2 separate regions of the Sus scrofa genome follow, and region 2 is linked to region 1. Evidence: chromatin contacts called from public HiChIP or PLAC-seq data. All regions are on one chromosome and are shown on one strand. The core of a region is the stretch at or near the end of the contact, and the rest is flanking DNA. Distances in the headings are between cores, read along the strand shown. Region 1 overlaps FOXN3 (forkhead box N3). Region 2 holds the start of LOC106504536.

Evidence for each region. HiChIP or PLAC-seq counts read pairs in DNA pulled down with a chosen protein or histone mark.
Region 2: an H3K27ac HiChIP or PLAC-seq map of skeletal muscle shows a contact between it and region 1. The contact joins the promoter of LOC106504536 here to the enhancer-like site in region 1. A contact is called at or near these places in 2 of 5 promoter capture datasets (fetal skeletal muscle and liver), 13 of 47 Hi-C or Micro-C datasets (alveolar macrophages, brain, embryonic fibroblasts and 7 more) and 2 of 2 datasets of contacts at active chromatin or transcription factors (alveolar macrophages and skeletal muscle).

The regions. Positions count from the first base shown.
Region 1 is chr7:111,285,776-111,292,387 of Sscrofa11.1, forward strand. The region is part of intron 1 of FOXN3 (forkhead box N3); the gene reads right to left. Among named protein-coding and RNA genes, the nearest start is that of FOXN3, 52 kb to the right of the region's middle. Within about 2 kb of position 4,841, at least 30 of the 83 cell types and tissues checked have an H3K27ac peak or open chromatin away from gene starts, as enhancers often do. A contact at or near this core is called in fetal skeletal muscle, retroperitoneal adipose tissue, skeletal muscle and 1 more, where this site is marked.
Region 2 is chr7:111,451,521-111,457,341 of Sscrofa11.1, forward strand. LOC106504536 reads right to left here and starts at 1,995. Exons shown (of 2, transcript XM_021099995.1): 1 at 1-1,995. The coding sequence starts at 629. It also overlaps a transcript of FOXN3 not described here.

The DNA of each region.
Region 1 (6,612 bases), core at 3,591-6,090:
AAGGCTGGCGCTCCGAGCAAACCAGAGAATTGCTAAGTATAACAAACATTATACCCCAAGTAATGAGGCCTGTTGTCTGATGGAGGGAAAGCTTTCCTTTTATTGGTTGTGAGTATCAAACATTTTCTGCCACCTCTTATGTAAGTTCCACAATGAGGGGAAATACTCTTTGAATTAAGAATGTGGGGGGAGAGGGCACATTTACTCTCAGTTTCCGGATGGATCCTCTGTAACAATGTATGCCTGTAAGAGACCACATGTAGTTCCATCTTTTTTTTTTTTTTTTTTTTTTTTTAATTCTTTAGAAAATCTGTGCCCAGCTGAGGCACGCTGCCTGGCCAGAATTACTTCTTCTCCTGTCCTGCCAGGGATCCTCCTGTAGTTTAGAAGCTGGTCTAAAGGCAGCTACCCCTCGGAGCTCCTGGATTCCCTTCATCTGCAGTCAGTCCCCACTGTTCACCGTGGTTGTATTCTTTAAAGCCTCCGCAAACACTGAAGGAGCAAACACTGAACTCCTGCTCCCAGAGAAAACAGAGGCTTAGGCTCCTGCAAGCCACGGGAAACATTTCTCATTAACTGCTCAATATGTTAACTGATCAACTCTTTCCACTCAAGGATACCTTCTGTAGCCAAAAAGGACCTGCTGTATAACCCAAGGAACTCCACCCCAAATTCTGTGGGCAAAGAACCCGAAAAAGAATGGGTGTGTGTATGTGTATAACCGAGTCACTTTGTTGTATGGCAGAAACTGTCACAGCATTGTAAATCAACTGTACTTCAGTAAAACTTTAAAACATGAAAAGAAAAAAAAAAAAAGATTCACCCATAGGATAAAGAAATAAAGATGCCTTATTCCCTGTATACTGTTGATTCATTAACATTGAACTTGGAGCCAGCAGCACTCTAACTCAGGCCTCCATGAAGCTTAGCAAACACAAGAAAGCTTGTCTTTTCTCCCCACAGCAATCACAGCCTTCGTGCACTTCGGAACACATGACAACACTTTGGCCCTGTGATTGGGTACCATTTCAAACAGCAAACTCACCAACCAAAAGCACAACAAAATGGGACACTAAATAGCAAAAACGATACTTGTTTACAGTATGAGAACTGAAACAAAAAGAGAGTGGCTTTGTTCCATCTCAACTGGGAATGTGTGTGTCGGCTTATTCAACTGTATTGCCACTCTGCCCATGTCCACAAATGACCATGAAAGCCCCACAAGTATTGACTTGTGACTACAAATACATGTTAGCAAGCATGAGTATTTGCAAATATGGAATCCACGAATAATGAAGATCAACTGGATTTAATCATCAACGTAGTACCAGGGAGTGTGCTAAGACTTTGCAAATATTCACTCTTTCGGCTTCCCATTAACCATGTGAACTAGGGACTATTATTATGCCCCTCTTATAAATGAGGAACCTGAGGCACAGAGAGGTTTGGCCACCTGCCCACAGTCACACAGCTGGCGAGTGATGGGGCTAGGATTTGAACCCACACAGTCTGGCTCCAGAGTTTGGAGCCATGTTCCAGTTAGGAACCAAACGAAGCTTCAGCTTAATCCAGAGCATTTGGTTCTGTCTTAAACTCTTAGGGGTCAAGAATGTGAAGGCCAGGACAGTGGGGTTCAAGAGAGGAAAAAATGTGACCAGGAAGTGGAAGGAAAAAGGGACTTTAAAAGGGGAATGAATCACAACATTGTAGATCAACTATGATTCAATAAAACTTTAACAAATGAAAAAAAAAAAAAAAGAAAGCATACCAATAGGAGTTCCTATCATGGCTCAGCGGAAACAAATCTGACTAGGAACCATGAGGATCGCGGGTTGGAGCCCTGGCCTCGCTCAGTGGGTTCAGGATCTGGCGTTGCCATGAACTGTGGTGTAGGTTGCAGATGAGGCTTGGATCTGATGTGGCTGTGGCATAGGCTGGCAGCTGTAGCTCCGGTTAGAACCCCTAGCCTGGGAATCTCTATATGCCGTGGATGCAGCTCTAAAAAGCAAAAAAGAAAAAGAAAGCATACAAATAAAAAGAAAAAACTGAAAAGGGACTACTTGCAAAAAAATAAAGTTCAGCTTCCATGTCATAATCAATATGGTATGATATACCCTTGTAATAAAAAAATAAATCAGCTAGCTACTGAGTGTCAAACAAACTGTAAATGCCTTGAGAGGCAAAGACCCTGTCTTATACTTCTGCTTATAGCATGTGGAATTAGTGGTAACCAAAAACATCAATCACTTTAACAGAAAAAAAAAAAAAATGCTCTTTTTTTATCCTTCTCTCAAACTAGTAACCAGATTTGGGAAAGAAAAGTAGCATCATCAACTTTTTCGTCCTCTGAAGTTTTCAAGCGCATTTACTCTTTTCCTCCCTTCAGCAAGTACACCAAGTCCCACAGTCTCATGGGTTTCAGGGACTATGTCTGCCAGAGTCTTCACGGTGCCAAGAAATAACTTCTCTCTTCTTACTTTCTTCAGAGAGATGTGAAAGAAAACAGTCAATTCTTCTCTTTCAGATGGTCTTTTCAAAACCAAATAAAAGCTCCAACTTTGGTGAACTCTCTGGTAAACATTACATTGAATAAAACTATTACCAACACACTTCCCTGCTGTACAAAATTCAGTTATGAAGATGAGCAACGTAATCCATGTACTATGACAGCCAAACGTGAACTCTCTTTTACTGGGGTAGTGCAGTTCACCAGCACGGTCTGTTTTGAAACCCCTCCTCCTTCCCAAAATAGCATCGCTTGTGCCTTTAACCCTGTGATTCAGAGGCAAGCAAAATGCGCCCATAAACCAGGAGCCATGAGTGCATGTGAGTGGTTCCACCTCTTAAGGGGTGGGGGCTGGGCAGGAAGTGGCCAAATGGATGGCTGTCTTTCTGTGGGTGCCCCTAACGGCACCTCACATCTCTGTACTCAAAGACATGGGACTCTGACTGGCTCCAAAGATTTGGCCCCTAAACAACCAGGCGTCCTTTTTAAGTTGGCATTTCTTCTGGAGAGGAATATCAAGCATCTCTCTTCCACGCCTCACACGGTGCTGGGCCAGCTGTCTAACAATATGGATCCCAGAAGGGGGTGCTGCCCACGTTGGTGACAGCAGCCATGAGTGCCTGTTGCTCATCGCTAATGTCAGAGAGACCTCAGCACGGGGTGGTCCAGGCAGTTGGCTGAGACTCCCCGGGCAAGCGTCCATGCACCGGGAGTGCCAGCAGAGGCTACCCGAGGGCCAAGGTGGACATGCCACAGAGTCCTGACTTCCGGATGGAGACCAGTCCCAGAGAGTGGACGTCAGTGCTCTCGGGAGGCTGCCCGGGCCAGGTTCAAAGGGACGTGACATCCGTTCCAAAGAAATCCCACCTGCTACCGGCATGGCCAGGCTCATCTTCCCCACATACCAGCCTCCCAGGCAAGCCTCCAAGGGCTCGGTGAGGAGGCAGCTGCAACCATTTGCTGTCTCTGAACGATCTGGGCTGGGAAGACGTGGAGATGGGGAAGAAGCAATGGCCCTTCCCAATGACGTGGACCCTCCAGTTGGCTGGGCTCCGGAAACACCATCTTGACCTCTCTGGAGGAAAAACGTGGTTCCCTTTGGCCTCGGGACTCCGGCCAGGCAGATTGGCTGGAATACTTTTCTGCATCCACACACACCCACACCCCATGGGTGTTCGGGACTGTGACAATGAAAACCTACTCCAGCACAGCCTTCTCCTTCCAAACTCCAGTGACATCCCCTTGCCTGAAACGCCCGCCACCATGTGAAAGCCTGGCTGGGCCACTCAACAGGGACTCCTTAGCTTTACCGCTATTGAAGAACTTGAGTATCAAACCAAGCACAAAAGGCCTAATGCACAGCAGCTGCTGGGGGGTGGGGGGAAGCTCACTCCATCCCCTTCCCTCTGTCTGGCAGAAGCAACAGAAGGATTTCTTTCTTTTTTTTTTTTTTTTTAATGCCCCAAAAAACTCATTTAAACTTGGGGTGCAAAAGGCATCTGAAACGTGAGAGTCCCTGGGCTGGCCCAGGGATAGAAGGGGAAGGTTTCAATGAGACCCCGAAGCGACGCAGACCTGAAGGGGGGAAGCAGGCCGCCCCACAACAAGGCAGCCAACTGCCAAACTGTCATTTTGCTCGGCGGCTGAACATAAGGCTCGAGTAATGACAACCACAAAACTCATTTAAAGTCTGAAAAGGTGACTAATGAGCTCATTCATGCTGCCTATAAATTATTCACTACAACACGGATCCCACTCAAGACAAACAGTAAAGTAAACTTTCAACACAGACTCTGCCGGCCTCCAAAGGAGAGGGAGTTATGTCTGTAAAACTTTTCACAATGTGGGATACTGGCCTCTCCCTCCGTCTATTGTCACATTCATTCTTCTGTTTACTTTTTTTTACTGCCTTTAATCAAGTTTAAGCAGACACAGCTGTTACACATTTATTTCTCTGTTGAGTTTTTTCCATTAGTTATTACGAGCAATCATGATGCTCTAAAAATAGCAACAAATTATATTCTCTCAAAATTGAAGGCTGACCTTAAAATGAAGCCCAGGTCTTCGGAAAGAATATTCATATGCACATGTTGGGTGAGTGACAGCCCTGCACAAAGGCGAAACAAAAGTGCATTTTCCACCCTTGGAGAGGTTTGCAATTTGCTTCCAAATTTCCTTAGGTTCTAGTGGAAACGGGTTGCTTGAAAACCTTAGAAGACAGACTCTGCTTCCAATGGCTGTGTTTGGGTTGAGATTTTCATGAACACTCACCATCTTAACAGAATAAAAGGGGAAACGTCTCATTTAGGCTTTTCAGCACAGATAAACCCAGCAGCAGGTTTGCTGGAAACCCACCACATTGCTGCAGACTGCTTTCAGTTTCCTGTTTAATATTAAATAAAGAATTTCAGCTCTTCTGTTTTCACAAACTGTGCTATTTGCAATTACTGTCACCACTAAAAGCAGGATGACTGTGGAGAACTAGTCCTATGTTTTTCGAACCGTTTTTTGTTGTTGTTGTTTTTCATCTTAGTATCTATTTCCAAGATGTTGTAAGAGTTAAAGAGTTTCAAATCTATCTAATAGATTTTTTTTTGAAAGAGTCCCCAAATAAGTACTTACATTAGTTCTTGGTCAGATCGCCGAACATTATGTATTTTTAAACTGCTTTGAATACTTTGAAAAGGAGCCGCAGAAAAGCCACAGAAAACACTCACACTCCAGTACCGCCAGATGGAGGTTCTGACTAACCAAAACTGAAAGCAGAAAGGTCTGAGGCTGAGCTGTGCCCTGTACACACCTCGAGATTACAGGAAAAAAATGAACGATCGCCAGGTCCTAGGCCCAGGAAACCCGCATGACATGTGAGAAGTAATGCATGGGAGGCAAATTCAGACCCTGGCTTTAACTTCAGCCTGAGACAGGGCCAAGCGCTGTCTCCATTTAAGGAAAATCTTTCACGTCGTTTTCAGTTTCTTGCACATGAACTAAAGACTTGTCCAGCCATTTCTGTTGTCTGAAATGCAGAGCTTTTTTTTTTTTTTTTTTTAAAGTAGAGAAAGAGTCGTCCTGCAATATTTATAGCAAAGTACTTTGCCACCTACCGACAAGCAGCCTGGTTGGTCTTCACGTGCTTTGCCTGTTTTTGTATCTAGTATCCCTGCTTCTGTATCTAGTAAGAAGCCATTCTTTCCATCCTCTGTGCAAGAGTGGTTGCAGATTTGTTGTTGTTGTTGTTGTTGTAACCACACAACAGGTAAAAACCCAGTTCCACCCGAAGGAATGGAGACATCTAAAACGGCCTCCCAGGGAAGTCTCAGCTTCTCTGTAACTCTGCACTAACTAGATTTCTGTCACCTCTCTGTGGAAGGGTGGGAACAACATATTGCTTTGAAACCCAGCCACGTGGGGCCCTTCCCTAGCATCATGTCTGATAAGACAGAATTCGCCTCTCCTTCATTGGTGGGAAACCCAGCTTGTCCGGAGACCGTCGGAACCCCACCTTACTTCTAATTGCCCCGAGGAGAACCAAGGGTAAGGTCACTTCAGCCTGAGCACATTCAAGGCGCCCAGACAGCAAAGCCAAAACCATGAACACCGGGCAGCCAATTACCGCAACCCCGAGAACTACACAGCATACACAGCAACAAAGCTCTCCAGCGCTTCCCATATGCCAGGCACTCAGCCAAGAGCTTTACCTGCATTATTTATTTTATCCTTCCATTATCCTTACCAAGTAGGTGCTGTCAGCCTCTTTTACAGATGAGGACACCGAGGCTTAAAGAAGTTCATGGAGTTCCCGTCATGGCTCAGTGGTTAAAGAATCCGACTAGGAACCATGAGGTTCCGGGTTCAATCCCTGGCCTGGCTCAGTGGGTTAAGGATCTGGCGTTGCCGTGAGCGGTGGTGTCGGTTGCAGACGCGGCTCAGATCTGATGTTGCTGTCTGTGGCTGTGGTGTAGGCCAGCAGCTGCATCTCCGATTCAAGCCCTAGCCTGGGAACCTCCACATGCCACAGAAGCGGCCCAAGAAATGGCAAAAAGACAAAAAAAAAAAAGAAAAGAAAAAAGAAAAATCATGTGCCAGCGGTCAAACAGTTGGTGCTA
Region 2 (5,821 bases), core at 745-3,244, 160 kb after region 1:
CTAATGAAAATATACAACTTGCCATCCCTGGATCGTTCCCATTTGGACTGCATGCTATAAATCAATCTGAAACCAGGGGGAAATACGGGGGCGGGCACCTTAAAAAAAATCAAAGGGTGCCCCCAAATGCAGCAGCCTGAACAGTGAGGGCTTCTCGTGACAATGCTGAACCAGAGCAGAAGATCAGGAGGCAGGAAATGAGCCCCATTTTCGTTACCTTCGATCGCCTGCCCCCCCGCTGCTTCTCGCGGCCGCATTGGGGGGCTGCGGCGGCGCTGGACTCGCGGGTGGCCCCGCCGCCGGGTCGCGCCGTCTCCCGGCCGAGCTGCAGCCGATCGCGGCCGGAACCCCGGCTCCAGCCCCGGCGCCCGCCCGGGGTCGGCGGCGCGGCTCCCACCCGGGCCCGGAGCCCTGCTGGGTCCTAGTGCGCGCCGCGCGCCCGCCGGCGGCCGAGTCTGCAGCCCGCACGTACGGCCGGCGGCTGGGGAGCACGGTGGATTCCCTCGGAAAACCGAAAACCCGTCGGCCCCTTTCACCCCCGACACGGTAGGGGCGGATGAACTGGAGCTTAACGCCAAAGCCCGGGCTAAGACGTTTAAAAGGAAAACATTGGCGACAACTGAACTCATGGAAGGCGGATATGATTATCTGCAGCCCGTGTAAAAAGCGTGGGGCAGTAACTGGTTTCCGTGGTTTCTCCCTGTGCACTTGTGATATTGTACGTTCACAGACGGTAAGAGAGAGTGCGGGGTCCGGAAACAGAGGTTTCAAAAATATAACGCTCCCCCTGCATTGAAAAGTGTGTGTTTAAAACAATGTTTTCAACAGTTTTCCAGTGATTTTTTTCCCCATAACACGTCCTTTTGCATTTTGCTTTCTCTTACTTTATCACATGCTATTTTAAATAACAAAGGCCCATATGGCTAAACACGTAGTCATTTGATTTTCAAAAGACCTCAAAAATCGCAGCAGAATATGCACTCATGTATCTCCTAAGAAATCAACTAGAAAGAATTAATGCCGGCATATGGTGTGCTTCATGGAGAAAACTTAATTACAAATTAAAACGAATGCAAAAATTCACAAATTCAGTAAACTGAAAGTAAATTATGATCCTAGATGTATACACTAATCAGCTTACATATAGTTAGAGAAAATCTAAGTTCTGGATTTCTTCTTTAATGGCGCAGAGTGTTAAATGAACCCTTATAAGAAATCCCCCTGGTTTACCCCCAAAAGGGCTTTCAGTGCCCTCCCAGCACCTTCATTTACTGCAGCCCACCTGGAAGACAACTTTTTAAACTTGCAAGTCCTCATTTAAGGGGACGATTCTATTCGCTCTTAATTCAAAATAAAAGTGCTTTAATTTGAAAAGCCTGTTTGAAAGGGTTTAAGGCTAGAAGCTTTCTTTCAGTCTTTGCTCTCACCAAGTTTGAAGGTCACAATTCTGTAAAACTGCTAATAACAATGGCACTGCGGTTTGACACCAAAAGGAAAATCAAACATGTGTTTTCTGAGTGCTATTTTTAGAGCTCAAAAAAGTCCCTTTGAAAATTACTCTGGCCCTCCTCCTTCCCAATTACAGCTAAATAAATGTAATGGAAGATTTTCAGTATTAATTAAACATCAAAGGTACCGTTTCTGCTGCCTTGTGTCCACGCAGAGAACTTTTTGTAATATGTTACACTTGTCCATCTTCAGAGTCCTCACACAGACATGTCATGTGATCTTTACCACGCTTCAGGGATGAAACAGACACTGTAATCCTTGGTTTTCAAATGAGAACGTGGGGGTCCCAGAGGGTTACCCTGACCTGTCCAGCATCACAGAGCGGGTCCTCAGAGAAGCTGGGATCCCCACATCTCAGACACCAACGTTTCCAACAGACTCCTGCTTTTTCAAGGGCACCACCTGGCCTCCTGACGATTCAGCTGCAAATACCGTGGAAAATGAAGTATCCAGAACAAAACAGCAAGTACCCTTCCTAGTCATCATGTCTTACCTGTTTTAGAGCAGCGATTTTCCAGACTGAACATGAGAGGCAAGTTGCAAATGCTTTAGTCTCTGCTAAATGAGACAGCTGACTGGACAGATTTCCGTCCTGTGGCGGTCCAGGGCCCCCTGGTCAACTGAAAACTTGAAACTGGGTAGCCAAACAATGCCCGTCACCTATACATACACCTTTTTGTTCTTTATCAGAGACTAGAAACTGACTCCACTTGACACGTGGAGGAGGGAAGTTTTCTCAAGCGGAGCTTGGTTTTCTATGTCCCAGCACTGAAAGTCCTCAAGGACCCTGGAACCTTAGACGTTTCTGATACCAGGTGGCCTATCTGTGAGCTCCAGGGCGTCTCTTCCCCAACCTGGTGACAAGCGGGGCGTTACTTCTCAGTCCTCCGGCACCCATGGGAAAGTCACCAGTCAGTTCTGTTTGTGGCATTCCACTTCCTCCTCCGCTCTGCCGAAAGGAAATGTGACGACTCTGATGATGTGTCCCAAACCACCTAAATACCAGCCCGGTGAGGGCAGGGTGACCCTAACCGAACAGACAGAAATATCTGACTCTTAGAAACGATTTACTCCTCTTCTTGGGCAGCTCCTCAAGAAGAGGCTGGGCCTGGCAGCACCCTGGGAAGAGGTGGCCCACCTTCCTGGGGAAGCACAACGAAGGATAAACTCACTGGTGAGTTCGTGTGATTGACCATGAGTCTAATTATAGTCACAACATCCACCTGGCCTTCAAATGTTGCAAAGGCCAGGCTGAAAGTAATCTTAGCACCAAAACGGGGTGATGAGAAGCTGAAAAGGAAAGCTGGTAGAGAGCAATTCCTCAAAGCTAGAGCACACCAGAGAAGGGATTGGTCAAAAGAAACCGTCATCCAGCCAGCCAGCCAGCCAGCCAGCCAGCCAGCCATTCTGTATACCTCAAACATTGAAAACTTAGGTGTAGTCCTGTTCCAGGCTCTGGGTATAAAAGATATTATAATGCATCATACGGAGCTCTCAGGTTGCAAAGCACTGCATAGGTGCTGCAGTAAAACCATGTTACAGGCATTGTGTTCCAATGCCAGTGGTCCTGATCCTGGGCCGGTCTCAGCCTTGCCTTCCGCTCTGTTTAGCTGGGAGCCGATTCTCATAGGCCAAGTTTTATAGAATCCTGGGTCAGTTGGCTAATGGCTGGATATGGCCCAAGAGAGGTGTTGGAGCGAGAGTGGAAGGTGGAGAAAAGGAGAGGCCGGAGAATTTCATCATCCCTCTTGCCTCTGCCAGCACCTGCAGCTGTGACCGCATCTGGCTGAGGCTTCTGTCTAGTGACCCCAGCCCCTGGCTCAGATAACATGTGCCACTTCCTGTTCACTCTCCAGCTTAGGGATGTTGATGGCTTTTTCTGCTACGATTAATTGCTGGGTAAGTTCACCTTCTTCGGTTTGCATCTCAGATCCTCTATTACGGGTGGAGAGCAATCGCCTGCATTAAATTCCTTCTGTGCACATCAGCAAATCCCAGTGGAAGGGCACCTTTCCCAAGTAGTACTCCTCAAAAGTATCAAGGTCATAAATAAATACAGAAAATGCTGAGAAACTGTTACAGCAAATAGGAGCTTTAAGGAGAACCAACAAGAAAATGTATTGTGGTTAAAAAGAGCATCAGGTAAAAACTCAGGAAACTGAGGGGTTCCTTGGTGGCTCAGTGGGTTAAGGATCTGGCATTGTCACTGCTGTAGCTCTGGTTATTGCTGTGGTGAGGGTTTGATCCCTGGCCTGGGAACTTGCAGGTGTCAATGATGCAGCACAATAAACCAAACCAAAGCAAAACAACCCCCCCCCAAAAAAAACTAAGAAAATGTAAATCAAGCATGGAACATGTAAGATGTTAATAACAGGGGAACGTAAGTGGGAGGTAGGCAGGAACTCTACTAGCCTCTCGATTTTTCTGGAAATGTAACACTATTATTTTTTAAAAGTCTGGTTTGTTTTTTTTTTTAATTCTTCTGTGATAAATATGAAACCCCATTGCCTCCCTTCCCAGGTAGGAGTTAGGTCTGATCCATCAGGTCCAGGGCTTTTTTACAGGGAAGCAGAGCAGGGGGTTTCATGATCAAGACATCAGGAAACATCCCCGCAAGGAATCCAACAGCTTTGGGAAGCCAGGAAAAAAAAACCCAAACAAATTAAAAAAACAAACAAACCTGAATTTGAAGCCAGAATGTGGTCTGGGCAAGGATGATGAGAGACAGGAGAGGACTATGAGTGGGGAAACCAAGACGGCCCGCCCGGTGTGGAGTCAGGGTCCAGGGCCCTGGCCGAGAAGGGAGGCTGCTTGAAAGACTGTGGGGGTGGGAGAGGGGCTGGCCCCAGCCTCTCTGGGGGCAGGGAGAGAAGAGGAAGAGGGGAGGAGGGGCGTGAGAAGGAGGAGGGGGAAAGAAAGAACAGTAATAATAGCAACTGAGAGTCCCTGAGTCATTTTACCTAAATTTTCTCACTTCTAGTCCCTTATAAGCAGCGTGCTATTTTTATTCCCATTTTACAGATGAACACACTTGCCCCAAATTGCATAGGTATTTAGGGACAGAATTATAGCTCAAATACAAGTCTGCAGGACACCAAAAGAAGGTCAACAAGTCACCATGGTGGGCAGCCTTGCTAGAAGCCATGATTGAGTCTTCAAGGACAAGTAGAGGTTAAGATGTAAGCTAGTGTAGGGAGAAAAAGGACTTCACGGAAGGGGCACCCTGGGTGCGGGAAGGGCATGGCGCGACAAGAAAGCCAGGCAAGTTAGAGAGCTTCCTGGGGAGCAGCGAGGCTTAAGGGGAGGTTTCAAAGGAGAAGTGCCTGTGGGTCCCACTGGAGATGCAGGCAGGGGCCCGTGTCCACCCAAGTTCCCACTTTATCTTGACTCTCACGTGGCAAACTCAAATGTCCCCTTCTCAACCTCTCTCAAGCCTCTTCATCCTGCTGTACGGTTTTCCTTTTGCCCTGTTCTTACCCCCTTACTAATTTACTTATCATTCATTCATTATCTGTCTCCCTCCACCACCAACCCCATATGATTAAAAGATCCACAAGCCCAGGAATCTGTTTTGTTCAGTGATAATTTCCAAGAACATGAACCAGTCTGGCTCATAGGAGGTGCTCAATATATTTTTTTTTTTAATGAATGAAGTTAGTAAATAAGAGGGTGTTTGATACTCCAGAGAAACAGAACCAATAGAGTGTCAAGATACACAGAATGCAATTTATTATAAGGAGTTGGCTCACATGATGATAGAGGCTAAGTCCCAAGATGAGCAGTCAGCAAGCTGGAGACCAAAGAGAGCCACTGGGGGTGGTCTCAGTTTGAACAAGGACAGGCTCAAGACCCAGGAACCACCGATGTTCCAGTGGGAGACTGAAGGTAGGAAAGAACTAACATCCCAGTTCAAGGCAAGCCAGCAAGAGGAGTTTCTCCTTACACAACTTTTGTCCTATTCAGGCCTTCAACTGATTATACAAGGCCCACCCACATTAGGGAGGGGTCATTTGCTTTATTCATTCTGCTGATTCAAATGTTAATCTCGGAGTTCCCAGTCGTGGCTCAGTGGTTAACAAACCTGAATGGCATCCATGAGGACACGGTTTTTATCCCTGGCCTGGCTCCGTGGCTTAAGGCTCTGGCGTTGCCATGAGTTATGGCATAGGTCAAAGTCTTGGCTCAGATCCCGAATTGCTGGGGCTCTGGCGGCTACAGCTCTGATTCAACCCCTAGCCTGGGAACCTCCATATGCCACCGGTGTGGCCCTAAAAGACACAAAGACCAAACACCACCACTGATGTCTGACCAA